Regions from separate parts of the Sus scrofa genome. Here region 2 is linked to region 1. A link is a contact called in public HiChIP or PLAC-seq data. All regions are on one chromosome and are shown on one strand. The core of a region is the stretch at or near the end of the contact, and the rest is flanking DNA. Distances in the headings are between cores, read along the strand shown.

Region 1 (6,617 bases), core at 2,239-4,738:
TTCCCTGGTGGCTCAGCTGGTTAAGGATCCAGTATGGTCACTGCTGTGGCTTGGGTTTGATCCCTGGCTCTGGAACTTCTACCTGCTGTGGGAGCAGCCAAAAACAAAAAACAGAAAACAAATACTCCGTTCATCTCAAGATCCTTGGAGTTCCCATTGTGGCTCAGCCATAAACGAATTTGACTAGCAACCAAGAGGATGCAGGTTCGATCCCTGGCCTCGCTCAGTGGGTTAAGGATCCAGTGTTGCTGTGAGCTGTGGTGTGGGTCACAGAAGCAGCTCAGATCCCGCGTTCCTGTGGCCGTGGCTGTAGGCTGGCAGCTGTAGCTCTGATTCGACCCCTAGCCTGGGAACCTCCATATGCCATAGGTACGGCCCTAAAAAGACAAAAAAGGAGGCCTACTTCTTCTGTCGGAAGGACTTTGGGTGAGAGAAGGTTGCCCAGGGCCTCTACAGATTTTTGACAAGCGCCCTGTCCCTGCCTAAGATCTGGGCCTCTGAGTCCATCTCCAGGCCCTTGATGTGCGGGCGCTCTGCAGGTGGCACCTGTGTTTTGGGCCCCCTCTGGGCCTCGTCGGTTCCCCTGGCATCCAGCCAGGCGGGAGGCTCATAGAGGCTGGGCTGCTGGGCCTCTGCTGTCCTTGCCACCCCAGCACCTTCGGTAAGTGCTTGTGAGTGGCTGATGTGCCCGCTATGGGCCTTGGGAGCAGGGCAGGGAGGGCTCTGCTTTCTCTGGGTCAGGCATTGAATAAACATGTCTTGTGCCAACCCGGTGCCAGGCGGCAGGGGACACAGGGAGGCGGAGGGGCCCGGGGGCCTGGAATCAGAGCCACCTCTGTCTGCGCCCAGGCCCCACCCTGTCCCAGCTGCGCCTCTCGTTTGGGCCCCCTTCCTCCCCCTCCTCCCCCGGCCCCAGGGGCTCTGTTTCTTCCTCTGTCAGTGAAGACAGCTGAGCTCATGGGAATGCTGCAAGCACTAAGTGAGGTGGAAGGTTTCAGTGCTTGCATTGGCCTGGTCCCTGAGACTAGGGCTTCTTCTTCTTTTTTTTTTTTTTTTAAAGGTCTTTTTAGGGCCACACCCACGGCATATGGAGGTTCCCAGGCTAGGGGTCCAATCAGAGCTGTAGCTGCCAGCCTACACCACAGCCACAGCAATGCTGGATTCTTAACCCACTGAGCAAGGCTGGGGACTGAACCCGAGGCCTCGTGGATGCTCGTGGGTGTGGGGTTACTTACCACTGACCCATAACAGGAACTCCCGGGACTCAGCTTTTGTGGCTGGTTCAGCGAACGGTTTCAGTCACCGGTGTCCCAGCTGTGCTCGGTCTAACCGCTCCTTCCTGGCCCCTGATTCACAGATTCTCAAGCACTTTGACTTTTATGAAGCGGAGGCCCGTGCAGGCGAATTCTCTGTTCTCTTCCTTCACTCTCTCCCTCCTGCTTGTATCCAACGGGTTGCAGGCGTGAGAATTACCCAGAGCAGGGACAAGAGGCCGGTCCCTGCTTCCTTGTCTCTCCCCAGAATCTCCTCGGACCCCTTCCTTGCAGCCAGGGAAGAAGGACACCCTGGGGGTGGGGACGGGGGAGTGGCCTCCCAGGAAAATGAGGACACACCGGCCCTGAGATCGGCGTCTGTCTGTGCCGGGCAGGTGCATGTTGGGGCAACAGGAAGCATCTTACTCGCTCTCCCCTTATTGTCGTGGTCAGTACTACCCAGTGTCTGGGACAGAAATTCTCATTTTGTGCTTGCTGTCGGTGTGAGGGGAGAGGAGTACCTGGGAGTGTGTAGTCTCTTTCCTGGGGGCCTGCAGGGTCCCCTGGGTCTGAGGTGGAGGCCTTGCCTGTGGCCAGAGGGCTGAGCGGGATGGTCCCTTTGCATCGCGGAGCTGCTTGCCGTGGTTTGGGGGATTCCTCACTGAGCATTCTGGCCAAGAGATAGGCTCAGAGACAGGTTTAGGTCAGATAGGGCAGAGAGACCCCACAGAAAATGCCCCTGTATCTCCCGGGCTGTTGGTCTGCAGAGCCAAGGGACAGCCCAGGGGCATGAACCCCATGGCACTGACCCCGCCCATCCTACCTGTGGCCCCCATTGCCCTCCGTCTCAGCTCCCAGGGGCCCTGCCTGGTGTGGACGAAGAGGCAGGGTTTGGAGAATCAAGTGAGCATGGGTCTGGATCCCACCACCGGGGGACACCCTCGCCTCCAGGATGGGCTGGAGCACCAGATTAGGAAGCTGAGGGGCAGGGTCTAGTCCCCAGTTCCCCTGGGGATGAAAGCAGGAGCTCCACTCCATCCACAGGGAGAGTACTGTGTGCCGGACACTTACACACATGCCCTTGGCCAATCCAACCCAGAACTCCTGGAGGCCAGGGCCCATCGCAAAGCACCTGCCTCTTGGTTCTGTGTTGTCTTTCTTCTGCTTGCCCCTGACCCCCAGAGCTGCCCTAGACCATACAAGAGGCCAAAGGGGAGACTCCACTGACTGCAGAGGAGCTAGATTTTCTATTGTAAAGACTCAATCTGGCTGGGCCTGGGGGAAGAGGGGGCATGGTGGCACAGGACTGCCTGGGACAGGTGTTCAGGTTGTGTACTGCACAAGTGTGCCTGAGCTGTGAGGGCAGTTGTCAGGGTAGACATAAACTGACCTACATGAGACTGTGTGGGCAAGTGTGAGAATCCAGGCCCATGCCTGTGGGGAGCCAGGGGAGCTTCTTTGTTGACCCCCACACTGGCCTGGATACCCTCAGAGAGGTACCTGCACGCTCCAGCCATGTAAGCAGTTGGGCCATCCCCTGCTGAACTTGGGGGATGCTCCAAGGTCCTTTTTCCTGCCTGCTGCTCTCAGGGACCCTGAGGGCAGTCCTGACTCAGGGTTTCAGGATCAAGCAGAGGCCAGATAGGTGAACCAATGAAGGAGGGGTCAAATGGCACTTGGGGCAAACAGATGACAAAAGGAGTGGGTGAGCAGCCCAACAGGCTGACCATGAGCCTTGACTTCCTGGGCTGCGCAGAGCTCTGGACCCTGGCTGGTTTTGAGGTCTGTACTGCGAGGCAGGAGTGCCCTTTCTCTTAGTTTAACCCCAGGCGGTTCTGGACATGCTCTCCCAGCCCAGACCTGGGCCCAGGGACAGGTGGGTGAACCTCTGACCTTGGAATTGGAAGTTAAAGCCCGCATCAGCCCCCTGGCTGTCTGCTGCCCCAGCAGCTGCCACAGGCCCCATGGAAGGTGAAGAGCCCAGAAGGGGGCAGGTGCCTTACTGGGGCCCCAGCAGACCCCTCCAGGGGTGCTGGTCCCCTTCCTCCCTCCCACAGGCAGTGTGGGCTCCTTGGGCTCCCAGGTATAGGGCTGGGGTCTGGAGGCAGAGGCAGCCAGAGAGATGGGGCGGGGGGCGGAGGGTGGTGTGTCGCAGCCAGCCCGCCTGGAGTCTGCTCACCCCTCCCCAGGCTCCCGGCGAGAGGCTGGAAGACGAAGCTATTTTTATTTATGATAGTGTCAGTGGGCTGGCCTCTGTCTAGACAGCTGGTGTTATCATTCGAGGCCATCCTGGAATGTGCAGCCCCATTTATTGAGAACAGAAGACAGTGTGCAGATTAAACAGCTCATAAAAATAAGCTGGGAACAGCACTGGGCCGGGAAGACCAAGGTACCTGGCTAGGGCAGTTGTCCTTGTTTGTTTTGGACCTGGGGATGTTTTCAGAGAAAACAAGGAGTGATGGGGCCCCGGGAAAGCCAGCCGCTCTGCTGGGGCCCCTTGGCGTAGCTCATGAGGTGGGGGTGGAGGCTGCAAAGTCTCTCCTTCAGGGGCAGGAGGGGACGGAGGAGCTGCCACCTGGGCTAGGACAGGCCTCTGGAGCAGCTGGTTTTCCCAGGGCTGCTGTGCACCCATCTGCCCTCTCCTAGGGCTCCTGCCCTCAGAACAGAGGCCATTGCTTGTTACCCCAGTGATCTGGGCTTCAAGCCACAGCCAGGGTCTGGGTCCAGGATCAAGGAGAGGCGTGTCCAGGGCGGGCATTTACCGCCTCCTGTGTTCATTCTTCGTTTCTCCATTCATTCCTACTGAGCATTTCCAGCAAACTAAACAGCACCTCAGGTCTGGTCTTCAAGATGCTTCCAGGAGTTCCCTAGCAGCTTAGTGGGTTAAGGATCTGGCATTGTCACCACTGTGGCACAAGTTTGATCCCTGGCCTGGGAACTTCCTCTAAAAAAAAAAAGAAAAAAAAGATGCTTCTAGAAGCATGATGGGAAAGAGACATGAAAGCATAGACTCACGTCTGGAGTGAAATGCTGGAAGCCCCCGAGGCTCTGACCTTACCACTCCCTTAATTAAAGGGCTACCCCATATCCATGAGAGAGAGGCAGGCACCCCAGCCCCACCTTCTCGCTGCCAGCCAGCCTCATCTCTCCCAGTCCCTGCCCAAAGCCTGCCTACCTGCACCCTTCAGCCCAATCCTGATGTCCCACCTCCCTGGGCCCCCCCTTCCCCTCCTCAGAGCCTCTCCATGGGCTGCTCACTCTGCTCTGGATGGTGTTTCTCTAGATCCTACTGGGCACCCATCTCAGACATCCCCACCTCCAAGCCCTGGCAGTCCTTGCGGCAGGCAAGGGTGCTGGCAGATGCCTGGGTGGGCTGTAAAACTCCGGGTCCCCTCACTCCCTGAGGTTCTGGGGAGTGGGGGCTGGGAACTCAGCACATGTGCATGAGGTCGAGTCTGGGGCCTGAACCTGTTAGTCCAGCTGCCCTGTGCCTCAGTGTCCTCATCTGTAGAATGGGGATGAGCTCAGACCCTTGACCTCAGGGAGAGGACCTTGTGGATAAGAGCACTGGCACGCTGTGAGGGCTTCCCGATAGCCGCTCTGTCATTGTCACTTATCCGCTCTCTACCTTCGGGGCCTGCCCGGAGCCGGATGTTTGCTGATGGCATGAACGACGTGACGGGATCGGTGGGGGGTGGGGAGCACAGATTGCTTGGATCTGAGTGGCTGAGGGATCAGTTTCTAAACTCCAAATGCAGAAATGTCAGTTCTAGAAAAAGCAAAGGAAGAGAAGTCCTTGACCCAGAGCGGCCTTGACCCTGAACTTCCCAAGGGGCAAGGCAGCTGCTGTTGAGGCTGCTGTATGGACACTGCATGGCAGAGCTGGAGGGGCCCCGTCTAGGCAGGTGAGGGTTCCCACAGGGTTACTGCAAGGCCAGGCCCCCCTCTGGCCCCAGAAGACAATCCCAGCTCCCCTCTGAGCCTCCGTTTCTGCCTCTGAAGAATGGAGGATGCTAGCAGCTCCCTGCAGGTTTGCAGGGGATGGATCGTCCGGGGCTTAGGTAGCACAGATGCTGCGTGAATGCCTGGGTCCTGGCTTCTCCTATGTCAAGGCCAGGGTGTGGCAGCCCACGCCAGATAAACCCTTCAGGCATATCAGGCCCAGGGGTCCTTTGTGTTGGGAGAAAATGACATGGCCTCTTGTGGTATCTGATGCTGTCCTCCCTGCCGGACCCCTGGCCGGCGCCAGCTGAAGGTTCAAGTGCCTTCTTCTGCACGGCCCTGAAGGCTGCCCTGGCCTTTCAATGTCAAGTCCCCCATCCTACCATGGCCCCTTTACCTTGTGCCTGGGACTGGGGCCTCTGCGGTCCAAGGAGCCTTGGCAGCCTCTCCTTCACCTTCAGAAAGCCTGAAGGTTTCTCCTGCTGGCCCTCCAGAATGTCAAGAGCTGAGCACCTGCCCTTCCACGCGCTTCTCTCATTCACCTTGTGTGTACCTTCTGAACACTTACTATGTGCCGAGATCAGGTAGGGAGCCAGACAGACACAACACCCGACCTCCTATTCCTGTGGCAGCTAGAGTCCACTCTGTCCCCAGGGCCCACACTCAGGTCCTCAAATAGCATCCTGCACGGAGCCTGGTGGACACCTGCTGAGTGAATGGGAGCATGACAGCAGGGCGACAGAAAGCTTGGCACTGCCGAGGGAGGTGACTTAGCCTGGGGCCAAGAGTCCAGTGTTTGGTGTCAGCGAGTCCTGGTTTTGAGTTTTGGCTTCACCATTCAGCTGCGTGACCTTGGGCAAGTCAATGAGCCTCTCTGAGTATCCAAGGTCATGGCAGCCCCTGCGAAAGAGGGCTGCTGATGAACTTGCACCCGGTAATGTGTGCAAAGAGCTTCTGTTAGCACCCAGTAAGTTCTTAGGATTATGGTTTTGTTTAGATGTAGATTTTACCATCACACCTGCTTTAGAGGTGGTCATGGAGGCTCAGAGAGGTGGGTTGTTTGCCTAGAACCACCAGTGAGTAGCAGAGCTGCAGCTGGAGCCCAGGTCTTCATGCTGGCCTCCTGTCCAAGGAGTCTTCTCAGGTGAAGGAAGGCAGCCTGGGTTTACCCGGAGCTGCTGGATACTGTTCTGCCCAGCATAGCAGCAGCATTGCTGAGTTGAAGCACGGAGACCCCTGGTACCTAAGTGAATGGCCACTGCAAACAGAAGACGACTGGAGACACAGGACACCCCCTTCCCAGGATGCACGGAGACCCCTGGTACCTAAGTGAATGGCCACTGCAAACAGAAGACGACTGGAGATACAGGACACCCCCTTCCCAGGATGCTACGCTGCACTGAGTGGGTTCCACGCAGCCAC
Region 2 (6,617 bases), core at 1,085-3,584, 78 kb before region 1:
ACAAGATACAAGCCCCGATTTCTTTTCTTATTGTTAGGTGCAATGGTCACAAAATTGCGTTTCACAAAGTATAATAAGAGACAGCTGACGAGGGGGGGAGGCCTATAGGTTTCTCAGGGCTCACTGTTTTTTTTTTTTTTTTTTTTTTCATCTTTTTAGGGCCACTCCTGCAGCATAAGGAGGTTCCCAGGCTAGGGGTCTAATCAAAGCTGTAGCCACCGGCCTATGCCACAGCCACAGCAACGCAGGATCCAAGCCGAGTCTGTGACCTACACCACAGCTCATGGCAACGCCGGATCCTTAACCTGCTGAGCGAGGCCAGGGATCGAACCTGCAACCCCATGGTTCCTCGTTGGATTCATTAACCACTGAGCCATGACGGGAATTCCTCGGTGCTCACTCTTGATTTCTGTACTTACTCCGTGGGGTTGAGACAAGCTGTTAGCTGTGACCAGCAGAGGCCTATGGGCCACACGTGGAGCAGCCAGGCCTTCAAGAACCCTCTGCCCCACCCTGGGCTGACCTGGACTGGTCTCCTGGGTTTGCCTGGGGTTCCCTTCCCAGCTCCTTGCAGGCCCCGTCCTCTTCCTATTTCTATACATGTTGCTTTAGTGGAAGCAAAAGAACCAGAAGGCTTGGCCCACCCACTGTAGGAGCCTCGTGTGAGACCGAACACACAGAAGCCTTGCCTTTTCCGTTTCCACTAGATCTTTAGAAATTAAACCTCCATTTTTTTTTTTTTTTTTGGCTTCTTGTGGCTTCTTTCTCTTAGATGTGGGACAAGTGCCCTCTGGAGCTGGGCTGGAATTTTACACAGCTGACAAGAGGATGCCTCCCCACCCCACGCCCTTCCTCCCTCTGCCCCCTCCCACTGAATCCTGCCAGCCAGGTGCCACCCTCTGGGAGACACTGAGGGCATGGGAAGGGGACTCCTAGTGTGGGTACGAGGCATCTCTGCCCTCTCTCTGCCTGAGAGTCTCCGTCCTGGAGTTCCCACTGTGGCATAATGGGATCAGCAGCCTCTTGGGAGCGCTGAGATGCAGGTTCAATCCCCGGCTCTGCACAGAGAGTTAAGGATCCAGGCTTGCCGCAGCTGTGACTTAGGGCGCAATTGGGAACTGCAGCTTGGATCTGATCCCTGGACCCAGGAACTCTGTCCTTATGCTTTGGGGTGGCCAAAAAAGAAAATCAACAATATTCAATTTAAATTAAAAAAAAATGTCTCTGGCCTGTGGTTCAACCCTAAGCCCACATCCTGGGCTTCTCCTCTGGGGAAGGCTGTTAGGATCAAGCGAGGTGGCGGCTTTGTCCCAGCTGAGGTCGCCGCCAGCTATGTAGCCAAGCCTCCCGCCCTCGTCATCCTCTCCTGTCCTGCAGGAAATCCGTGCTCTTGGCTCCCGCTCCGGGAGATCTCTGAGTTTGTTCATCCCCCGACCCCTTGCAGGAGGGGCAGCTCCTCCGTGGTCTCCTGTGGGACCAGCCTCTCCAGAGGACAGCCCACGTATGCCGCTGGTGGCCCTACGCACCCCCAGACCCATGTGACCAGAGCGTCGTGGGTGTGTGTGTGTGGGAACGACGCACAGGAGAGAGAACTAGGAGGAGGGTGGAGTGTGTTTTCTAGATGAGGCTTTTTTCTTGGCTGTGCCCGTGGCCTGTGGAAGTTCCCCGGGCCAGGGGATCGAACCTGTGCCACAGCAGCGACCCCAGATGCTGCAGTGAACATGCCAGAACCTTAACCCGCTGAGCCACAGAGGAGCTGCGAGACTGGTTTTATCAGGGCTTCTCTGGGGACAGACGGGCTCAGTGAGGACCGAGGAACCCCAGCCAGATACAGGCAAAAGCAGCTGCGCTGGGATTTACAAGCTGTCACCGGTCCTGCTGTGGACAAGCCTTCCTGCTTTTCCCTTTTCCTCTCCTCATTCTTCTGCCTTTTTTTTTTTTTTTTCTTTTTAATAACCCTGGCTGCATAGTTTCTCTAAGCCAAACCATCTGTGGACTAGCTTTTATAAGCAGTAATAAAGACAGCAGAGCCCCGAGAGCTCTTTGGGTCCAGGCTCCCTCTCCTGCTGTCCCCAGGAGGCCGGAGGAAAAGAGTTAAGTGCCCCAGAGGGGGGCCTGGAGGTCGCAGGTCCAGCAGGGCCCTTTCCTGCTGCCCGACGTTGCCTGTTCAAAGCGGTGTCTCCCGCGACCGCCTCTCCGTGCCCTTTTGCAGCTATGTCCCAGGACTCTGGGGTCACCTGCCTACGGCAAGCTTCCCGCTGGATGCCGAGCTGGAGCAGCGGAGCTGGGAACCGAGGCTGCTGGGCCATCCGAGCTTCGCGGGTGCCAAGTTCTCTCCGAGGGAATGTACTGAGCTATGCGGATGGGTGAGCCCAGGAAAACATTTCGACAACAATACTGAGCGCCTAGGTGACTGAGAAAAAAAAAAAAAAAAAAGAGGCGTCTGTTTGGGAACAGATTTCGGCCTCCACGTCCAAGGCATTAGTAATCCAAGCAGCAGTGAGTGTGATATTTACTTGGGAAACTATGAAAAGTCATATAACAATGTTCTCTTCGCAGCTTTCATCATCGGCTCGCTGCGCTCCGAGTGCAGTCAGCTACCTACTCATAAACAGGGGTGTACTCTGCCAGCTGGCAGCAAGGCTTCGCACACTGTGGGCAGCTGGGACCCAGGCCCCTTTGGTGCCAGGCATCCACCACCATCCGGCCTGAAGGGCCTGCGGGCCCCAGGAAGCCCAGAACGCCTCACCCAATCAGAGCCTTAAGGACACTGCACACCGCTTGGATCTGGAGGAGGCCGGGGTGGCGGGGCGAATAATCACACGTCTGGTCCAGGAAGCCAGGCCCAAGGAAAGATGAAATCTTAGGTCATCGTGCCTCCATTTTTATTTTATTTATTTTATTTTATTTTATTTTATTTTTGCTTTTTAGGGCCGCACCCGCGGCATATGGAGGTTCCCAGGCTAGGGGTCCCCTTGGAGCTGTGGCCACCAGCCTATGCCACAGCCACAGCCACATCAAATCTGAGCCATGTCTGCAACCTACACCACAGCTCACGGCAACGCCGGATCCTTAACCCACTGAGTGAGGCCAGGGATCGAACCCACAACCTCTTGGTTCCTAGTTGGATTCATTTCTGCTGCGCCATGATGGGAACTCCCACTTTTTTTTTTTTTTAGTCTTTTTTAGGGCCACCCCTGTGGCATATGGAAGTTCCTTCCTGGGCTAGGAGTGGAATTGGAACCATGCCAGAACTGAGCTGTAAATGGGACCCATGCCACAGCAATGCCAGATCCTTATCACACTGAGTAAGGCCAGGGATGGAAGCTGCATCGTCATGGATATTAGTGAGGTTCTTAACCTGCTGAGCCACGATGGGAACTCCTGCCTCCACTTTATTTTATTTTATGTTTTGGCTGAGCCCGAGACATGGGGAAGTTCCTGGGCCAGGGATTGAAGCTGCTCCACAGCAGTGACCTGAGCCACAGCACTGGCAATGCCAGAGGAGTCACCAGGGAACCCTTGTTTTATTTTTATTTTTTTAAATATACCTCTGCTTTATTATGTTACGTTGTGTTCTATTTTTTGGTGGGAGAAAAGGGTGAGAACTGAGAGGTAGAGTGACCAACCACCCCAGTTTATCTGGGTCAGAGAGAGGGCTGTGGGCTCCAGGCTTTAGGTTCTAAAACCAGGAGGGGTTGCTCACCCTAGTGGAGGGAGGGTCACAGCGCAGGAAAAAGCACTGGATTCATGGAGTTCCCATCATGGCTCAGCGGAAACGAATCCGACTAGGAACCATGAGGTTGCGGGTTTGATCCCTGACCTCGCTCAGTGGGTTAAGGATCTGGTGTTGCCGTGAGCTATAGGTCGCCGTGAGCTATAGGTCGAAGGCTTGGCTCGGATCTGGCTTTGCTGTAGCTGTGGTGTAGGCTGGCATGATTTGACCCCTAGCCGGGGAACTTCCATATGCCATGGGTACAGCCATTAGGAAAAAAAAAAAAAAGGAGGGAGCCTCCCTTCGTGGCTCAGTGGTTAATGAACCCGACTAGGATCCATGAGGTCACGGGTTCAATGCCTAGCCTCGCTCAGTGGGTTAAGGATCTGGCATTGCCGTGAGCTGTGGTGTAGGTCACAGGCTTGGCTCAGATCTGCGTTGCTGTGGCTGTGGTGTAGGCTGGTGGCTACAGCTTTGATTAGACCCCTAGCCTGGGAACCTCCATATGCCGCAGGTGCAGCCCTGAAACGACAAAAGGCCAAAAAAAAAAAGTGCAGGATTCAATGTCAGCATTCATGGTTTGTCCCCAACTCACCATTTGCCCTCAGCAAAATCGGTAACCTCTCCAGGGTTTATTTGTAAAAGGAATAGATTTGATTGTTAGGGGAGGAACAGGGTCAAGTTCAACTGTGGACAGAGCAGACAGGTAACCTGACAGTGAAGGGGGCAGATGTGGGGACACAGGTGGGGCAGGGGTGACCAAGGGAACCTGCAAAGAGGCTTCTCCTCTCACCCTGTCCCCCACCTCCAGGCACAATGTGGGCCCTGGGCTGCTGGACATCTGATTTTTTTAAAAAGGATTTTTGGTGAAAATTCCCAAATTCTGAAATCTTGGCTCCTATATTAAATGCTTCCTGTATAGACCACAAAAACACATCTGATTGCCACATTGGCCTCTGGGCAATGGGTTGCGACCTCTTCACCACACAGTGTCTAAGTTCCGGGTCAGTTCTGAAGCTCAACAATTTTATAAACCCATCCGTCCTCTCAGTTAACCGGAAATTAATCACCCAGTTTACAATAAGAATACGCAGATATACATGTGACCACAGCTGACTCCAGGGGGTTCATTCTAAAAAGCAGTCTCTGGAGTTCCCATTGTGGCGCAGCGGAAACAAATCCGACTAGGAACCATGAGGTTGAGGATTCGATCCCTGGCCTCGCTCAGTGGGTTAAGGATCCAGTGTTGCCGTGAGCTGTGGTGTAGGCCGGCAGCTGTAGCTCGGATTAGACCTCTAGCCTGGGAACCTCCATATGCCGCGGGTGTGGCCCTAAAAAAGACAAAAGACAAAAGACAAAAAAAAAAAAAAAGCAGTTTCTGGGGTTCTCTTGTGGTACAGGGGGTTAGGGATCAGATGTTGTCACTGCAGTGGCTCAGGTGGCAGCTGTGGTGTGGGGTTGATGCCTGGCCCTAGAACTTCCATGTGCTGCGGGTGCAACTGAAAAAAAAAAAAAGAAAGAAGTAAAGAATGGTTTCGGGACACTGCTGTAGGATGCTCTCTCTCTAGGTTTATTTTGGTGCTGTAGACTCAAAATTGCTGAGATGCCTGCTCTAACCTGGATGAAACTTGAAAACAACATGCTTCGTGAAAGAAGCCAGACACAAAAGGTCAAATGTTGTAGGATTCCACTGATATGAAATATCCAGAATAAGCAACTTCGTAGCGACAGAAAGATGATTAGTGGCTGCCAGGGGCTGGGGGAAGGTGCAATGAGAAGTAACAGCTAATAGCTACAGGGTTTCTTTTTGGGGTGACGAAACTGTTCTGGAATTCGATGGTGGTGATGGTTATACAATGGCGTGAGTATACGAGAAGCCACTGAAGAGCATACTTTTAAATGGTGAATGTTATGGTATGTGAATTATATCTCAATTAAAAAATACACTGTCAAGGGGTCAACTCTCCTCAGATTGATCTATAGATTTTTTAAAATTTATTTTTTATTATTTATTTATTTATTTATTTATTTATTTTTTGTCTTTTCTAGGGCTGCACCCTCGGCATATGGAGGTTCCCAGGATAGGGGTCTAATCAGAGCTGTAGCCACCGGCTTACGCCACAGTTCACGGCAACACTGGATCCTTAACCCGGTGAGCAAGGCCAGGGATCGAACCTGCAACCTCATGGTTCCTAGTTGGATTCGTTAACGACTGGGCCACGACGGGACCTCCTGACCTATAGATTTTATGCGATCTCAGTCAAAATTCCAGCAGGCTTTTGGTGGTAGATATGGACAAAATGATTTTAGAATTCAAATGCAGATGCAATGGACATAGAATTGTTAAAACATCTGCAGCGTTCCTGCTGTTGCTCAGTGCTTTAAGAACCCAACACAGTGTCTGTGAGGGTGTGGGTTCAATCCCTGGCTTTGCTCGGTGGGTTAAGGAAACTGGCATTGCCACAAACTGCAGCGTAGGTCACAGATGTGGCTCAGAACTGGTGTTAGTGTTGCTGTGGCTGAGGCGTTGGCCGGCAGCGGCAGCTCCAATTCGACCTCTAGCCTGGGAACCACCACATGCTGTGGGTGTGGCCCTAATAATACTTATAACAAAGAATAGTCAAAACATCTTTGAAAATGAAAGGCAAATGTGGTCTTAAAAGCACCTGATTTTAAGAGTTGTAAAACCACAGAAGCCAAGGCAGGGTGCTATTGGCATAATGACAAATAGGTCTGCGAAATAATATAGAGAGCTCAGAAATAGACCAACACAATCACGGACAACAGATTTTCAACAGATTCAAAGGCAATGCAGTGGAAAAAGGAGAGTCGTTTCAACGAATGTTCTAGAACTACTGAATATCCATCTGCAAAAAAAGAACATAGATCCATAACCTGCATC

Evidence for each region. HiChIP or PLAC-seq counts read pairs in DNA pulled down with a chosen protein or histone mark.
Region 2: a contact with region 1 is called in an H3K27ac HiChIP or PLAC-seq map of skeletal muscle. The contact joins two enhancer-like sites. A contact is called at or near these places in 1 of 5 promoter capture datasets (liver) and 1 of 2 datasets of contacts at active chromatin or transcription factors (skeletal muscle).

The regions. Positions count from the first base shown.
Region 1 is chr6:69,796,937-69,803,553 of Sscrofa11.1, reverse strand. No RefSeq gene overlaps it. Among named protein-coding and RNA genes, the nearest start is that of SPSB1, 80 kb to the right of the region's middle. Within about 2 kb of position 3,488, at least 11 of the 83 cell types and tissues checked have an H3K27ac peak or open chromatin away from gene starts, as enhancers often do. A contact at or near this core is called in skeletal muscle, where this site is marked.
Region 2 is chr6:69,874,133-69,880,749 of Sscrofa11.1, reverse strand. No RefSeq gene overlaps it. Among named protein-coding and RNA genes, the nearest start is that of SLC25A33, 57 kb to the left of the region's middle. Within about 2 kb of position 2,334, at least 34 of the 83 cell types and tissues checked have an H3K27ac peak or open chromatin away from gene starts, as enhancers often do. A contact at or near this core is called in skeletal muscle, where this site is marked.